2 separate regions of the Mus musculus genome follow, and region 1 is linked to region 2. Evidence: chromatin contacts called from public HiChIP or PLAC-seq data. All regions are on one chromosome and are shown on one strand. Each heading gives the region's core, a stretch centred on a gene start, on an enhancer-like site or on the middle of the called end of the contact. The rest is flanking DNA. Distances are from core to core; before and after follow the strand shown.

The links. HiChIP or PLAC-seq counts read pairs in DNA pulled down with a chosen protein or histone mark.
Region 1: an H3K27ac HiChIP or PLAC-seq map of VIP interneurons shows a contact between it and region 2, with 4 times the contacts expected there. The contact joins the enhancer-like site here to the promoter of Intu in region 2. A contact is called at or near these places in 27 of 39 promoter capture datasets (the 3T3-L1 cell line, 3T3-L1-derived adipocytes, the C10 cell line and 18 more), 3 of 15 datasets of contacts at CTCF or cohesin (CD8 T cells, the NIH/3T3 cell line and large pre-B cells), 19 of 484 Hi-C or Micro-C datasets (the G1E-ER4 cell line, bone marrow-derived macrophages, cardiomyocytes and 14 more), 35 of 115 datasets of contacts at active chromatin or transcription factors (CD8 T cells, the SCID.adh cell line, T-cell acute lymphoblastic leukemia and 26 more) and 5 of 9 other capture datasets (adipose tissue, embryonic tail, liver and 2 more).

What each region holds. Positions count from the first base shown.
Region 1 is chr3:40,651,973-40,654,672 of GRCm38.p6, reverse strand. It overlaps Intu (inturned planar cell polarity protein), which reads right to left. Exons shown (of 16, transcript NM_175515.5): 2 at 420-967. Among named protein-coding and RNA genes, the nearest start is that of Slc25a31, 56 kb to the left of the region's middle. Within about 2 kb of position 1,367, at least 43 of the 459 cell types and tissues checked have an H3K27ac peak or open chromatin away from gene starts, as enhancers often do. A contact at or near this core is called in CD8 T cells, the G1E-ER4 cell line, the HPC-7 cell line and 6 more, where this site is marked.
Region 2 is chr3:40,539,435-40,542,134 of GRCm38.p6, reverse strand. Intu (inturned planar cell polarity protein) reads right to left here and starts at 1,368. Exons shown (of 16, transcript NM_175515.5): 1 at 1,126-1,368. The coding sequence starts at 1,271.

The DNA of each region.
Region 1 (2,700 bases), core at 118-2,617, 110 kb before region 2:
TCAACTGGAACAGTCTACAGCCACTCCAAGAACTTGGTGTTCTCAAGTGCAAACATGCAATTTAAAAGTATTTTTATTCATAAATTACATATTTTGTATCGTGTTATTGGATACAGCTGTTACAGCCTCAATGATCACTGTATAATCAACTTACTTCCTTCTTGTAGCAAACAAGCAAGATGAAATAAAATTATATTATTCGAGACTTGAAGATTAACTGGATTGCTTGCCAGTCTGAACTAGCGGCATGTGTCCTTGGTGCCTGGAAGCCTCTTCTTCTAAGACCAGGGCATGTGGGACACCACAGTACTGACTTTACTTGGAGCCTGAAACTTCTGTCTTCTACCCCATGGCTCACAGGCTCTGCCCTTAACCATGTACCTCAGCAAACAAGGACGGGAGCTGGCTGCAGCACTTACCAACCAGGACCTGACCGCTCTTCATAGCCGAGCCTCCTGGCAACAGGCCATGCACCACGAGCCTCTCTCCGTCTGCCTGCTTCGCGCTCCTTTTCCAGCTCCTCTTGGTCTGATGGATGATCCCCACCAGTACTTCCAGGAGTTTGACCTGCTCCCTGGCCTTGATGGCCGTCAGCTTTCTGGGGTTGATGTAGACGGTCACATCCTTGTACCGCTGCTGCACGGTGACTCCCGTCTTCTGGGAGGACTGATGTTTCAGAATGGACACGGGCCCATTGTTGCTGCTGCTCTTTTTGTGGTGACGCCTGGGTAAAAGGCTTTTGCTTTTCAAGATCTTGGTGAAGCGCCTGAGCTTGGGCTCGGACTTCTTCCTCTCTCTGGAATCGTCCTCTTCGATGATGACCTCCTTGTCGCTGAACCTCACGTGGTTCACGTGGTTCGCTGTCTGGGTCTCCGGAAGGAGGCTCTCCTCCTCGTCCTCACTCAGCTCCAGGTAGAACAGTTCTCCGTTCTTCTGCACACTGTCCAGCCACTCAGGCTCCACATCACTGTGGGAGAGAGAAAAGGCCACCTGAACGGTCATCCAGCGTGAGAAAGACAGCGTCACCTTCCTGTGTAGGAGGGGCAGCAGCCTTGACAGCAGAAATGGAGGCGGGGTGTAGAATTTTAAAGAATGGGGAGGGAAGCAAACAGGCAGAGTAATATACCAAAGAAACCAATAAAGGGGTGGGGGAGGGAGCAACTTTTTTATAATATATTGGGCTGTATTAAAAAAAAAAAGAAACCAATTCAGGCTCATACCTGCAATTCTAGCACTTGGGAAACTAAGGCAGGAGGACTGTCATGAATTCAAGGCCAGCCTGGGCTACACAGTGAGTTCCAGGGTACAGAGTGAGGCTGTCTCAAAAGACAAAAGTAAAGCAAAACCACAACCACAAGACTGCGTCAGAGGCTGGGAAGATGCTTGCTGCATCCGGAGGTGGGAGCCTGCTTGCTGCACCAGGCAGACATGGGTTCATATCCGCACGCAGCACCCCAGGAAAGCCATGCTGAGTGAGGACGCTGGCTAGCCATGCCCCCAGAACTGAAATGTTCCCTCTAATCTCTCTCTCACCAGAGATAAAGGAAATGCCACACGTCTGGGGAAGTAAAAACCTGAAACTTCTAGAAGGGCCAGCTTTACAGAAAAGGCAGGAGCTGCTAGGGCGAGACCCTAATCAGCAGCTGCAGAGAGCAGACACGTGGGCATGTGGAAATGCCCACAAGCTGTCCGAGGGCTCTAAGGCTTCCAAGCGTCACCAGTGCTGGTGTGACACACTTTTGAGTTGTCCCTGCCCCTTGTAGTTAACCCCTTCCTAACTCCTGTTAGTGACCCCAACAAAGTCTCATTGATTTACCAAGCCACACACTACTGTCCAGTCTACCATGGGTTTCCCCTCTAGGGTGAGTAGATGTAAGTGCCTCACACGACAACATGGTAGCACAGGTCTAGCTCAAAGGGTGGGCTCCAGGCTCAGTGAAAGATGCTGACTCACAAAATAAGGTAGAGCACAATAAAGGCCAATCCTGTTACTAACCTCTAGCCTCCCCTGTGCACACCTACATTCACAAGCATGCACATCGCTCCCACTCCCCGCTCTCATACCATAAATCCATCCCGTGTGTAGTTATAGCTCACTTTGGATATCTCAGAACTCACGTTAGCCATTCAAAGTGTGATCGCATGCATAGTAGCCAGCTGTGTGGAAAACGTCCTATTGCACGGTGGGTACTTAGGGCGGCTTCAGGCTACAATGAACCTAAGCATCACATGCTTTGTCCAGATAACAATTTTCAGAAAAGCAGCCGTCATCTTTCCATAAACTGCAACCATGGCTGAACCAAACCAGCTATAATCACAGCTCATAATGAGCCTGGCTGTAACCTATAATTTCTGTACAACTCCTCATTAGCAGTAATAGTAAGAAAAGTAAAGCCAACACTTTACATAACTCGTCCTGTGGCCGTAGAAGAGGGCAGATGGGAAGCTGGCTATTAAAAACCCCAAATTATTGCCATTAGAACTATTGAAACAGCACTAAAGAGCAGCAGCATCCATCCTGGATAATAACTGATCACACTCTGTCCTATTTGGAGTTACAGTCTGCCTCCTGTAAAGTGACACTTGTCTCCTCGGGAAGCCCCCATGTGGGGAGAGCCTTCAGATGACCACTCCGGTGGGACAGGGTGTACTCCAGCAGTTCTCAACCTTCCTAATACCTGGGTCTTTTAATGCAGCTCC
Region 2 (2,700 bases), core at 119-2,618:
TCCTGCCTTGAAGCCCTTCACTCATAACGGACCCTGACCTGGGGTCTAAGTTGCCTTTGGTCATAATTTCTTACCACAGCAACCAACCACAAAGTTTTAAATCATTTTTTAAGATGACAACAACAGCTTACAAAGTTGATATTTTTACATCTGTGTGAAGTTTTAAGACTACAATCTCTCTGTAGTAAGCTTCTAGAGTGGATTTGAGCAGGTTTTCCCCTTACTTTTAGTGACAAAAAAGAATGTGTTACATACTGTTGATTGAAGATGATCAGTTATTCATAACTGCTAGTTCCAACTGCACATAGGATGTTCCCCTAAAAGTATGGACAGCCTTTGGGCACACAGTGACCTGAATCCTTTCACTAATAATCATTCTAAGTTATCAGTAGTTATTCCAAGAAGTCCTTAATCCATAGCAACAGGGATAGATTCCTTAAGAATTGAAATACTGTGACTCAAAATAACTTACTTATGATATTACCAAGAATTCTGACTTGAAATAAAAGAAACCCTGGGGTTGAACAGAAAAATACAGCCTGACTATCCTAAAGCCAGAGAGAATGTCTTGATAGTGAGGCTCCTCTTTATGCTATCATTTCCACAAGAGGAAAAAAACACCTCCCTAATATTAAATAGTTGCCTCACAAAGTGTGTGTACGGTGTCTCTCCCCAGCAAATACTCAGGAGTCTGAGGGTGCAGAGGGACTTCATAAGTTAGGTGTGTTTGCTGCTCTTGGAGAAGACTGGAGTTCAGTTCCAAGCACCAACATGCTTGCTCACAACCCGGGAAAACACTAGTTCCAGGGATTCAATGCCCTCTTCTGGCCTCTGTGGGCACCTGCACTTATGTGCAGATACCCACACAAAGACACACAGGTACATGTAATAAAAAAATAATAAAAATAAATGTTAAAGAATGCTCTAAGACACAGTGAGGTAAGAAGGCAGTGCTACAGAGCACAACAATGATCCTTCACAGACACAGAACCCACCAGAGGCAGGGACCCCCACCCCCACCCCCACCCCTTATCCAGAAACCGGAGCAAGCCCGCCAGCGAACTGCTCCCCGCTCCCCGTGCGTGCGAGCAAGGGCAGGGGACCCGCAGTCTCCAGGAGCCTTACGTGTCACTGCTGGCTGAGGAGTAGGAGCCCAAGCTGCTGGCCCCGGCGTCGGAGTCGCCTTCCTCCTCTTCCTCTTCCTGTGAGGACAGGTCTCCAGGGAGCTCGGGCGGGCGCCCACGCGAGTCTCCCCTCGCAAGGCCCGCCATCCTCTGGGTCGCGAGAGCTCCGGGGCAGAAGCTCAGACGCCAGAGCCCGCCAGCCGCGCCTCCAGCAGCGCCGCCATTTTGCCAGGTCGGGCCACGTGACCCCGATACTCAGTTGCGATTGGCTGAGGCGCCGGTTGCCTGGGAGACGGGGAAGCTTCCCGGTACAGACGCTGAGCATTTTTGGGGGGGGGGGGGCTGTGCAAACTTCTTTGCTGTTTGGCATTTCCCCACGCTCTTCCACGCGACGAGCCAGGCTGAGACTCGTTTTTCCCTTTTCCTTTTTTTCTTTTCATATTGACAGTTTGCACACTGTCTTGTTTTCTTTTTTCTATTATGTTTTAAAATTGTGATCCAAAAGATTCCGTTTGGCTAGTTTTGGGGCGGTTTTTGTTTGTCTTATTTTGATAAACAGTACCTTAGAGGTAAAGACCCTCTTCCATGCACCTCTAGGTGCTAATGCAAATCTCTCAATTCTTTTTTTTTTTAATTTATTTGTGATTTGTGAATAGTTACATCAACTATGTTTAGGTACATAATCGCTATCTTTGTGTCATCCATTGCTGACTCAATTACATTCTGTCTCTATTCATAGCCATTCTAAATATTTGCATACAATGAAGTAAATATTTTTCTGTAATTAAATTTAAAAACAGGGCTTAATGAATTAAGAATGAGTATACAGCTAGCAGGCAACAAAGCCAACCAAGAAATGAACTTTAAGCATTAATTACAACACGCTACATTTTCTCCTCAGGAGTCAATTCTCCAGGTCCCCTTTTCTGTGGTTTCATCTTCCAAGATCAGACAAAGTGTGAAAGTATTAGGTGATAAGTTCCAGAATGGAACGAGTTCTAGATTGTGCATCACTCTGGGTTATGTGGGGAAATCTCACAGTCTTGCTCCATCCCACTTGGTAGTAAACTTCCTTTTGTTGGGTGTATGTACATTGTCTATGTAACGCACCTGTTAGTCACTTATAGTCGCTGACTAGTTAGAAGACAAGCCACCAAAGCATCACACCACACTGACTGTATTTAAGTAGGACTATCAACAGTAGGTTACAGTGCCTAAATGATGCACATAATATCACTCTGTGTCTAGGAAAAAAATCACCAAAGAAATGCCTGTGACCTCAAAAGGTATGGAGACTTCTTCCCAGAAGCAAGCAAGCAGTGGACATCAACAGCATCAACCTAATCCAGTGAACATCAGCAGAGTCTATGAAAGCCAGTGAACCCTAATCCAGAAATTTTGAAGCTCAAACCCTACATGTTGAGGATCACTCCCCAAGACTGCTCCTCTTTACTGCCCTGCGCTTTAAGATGGCAGTCAGGAGACCCAGCTTGTTTTTACTTGTCCACTGCCTGCAAAATGAGGTTTCCATAGCTCTCTCCTTGCGCTTGACTAATCTATTTGAGCAGCTTACAGA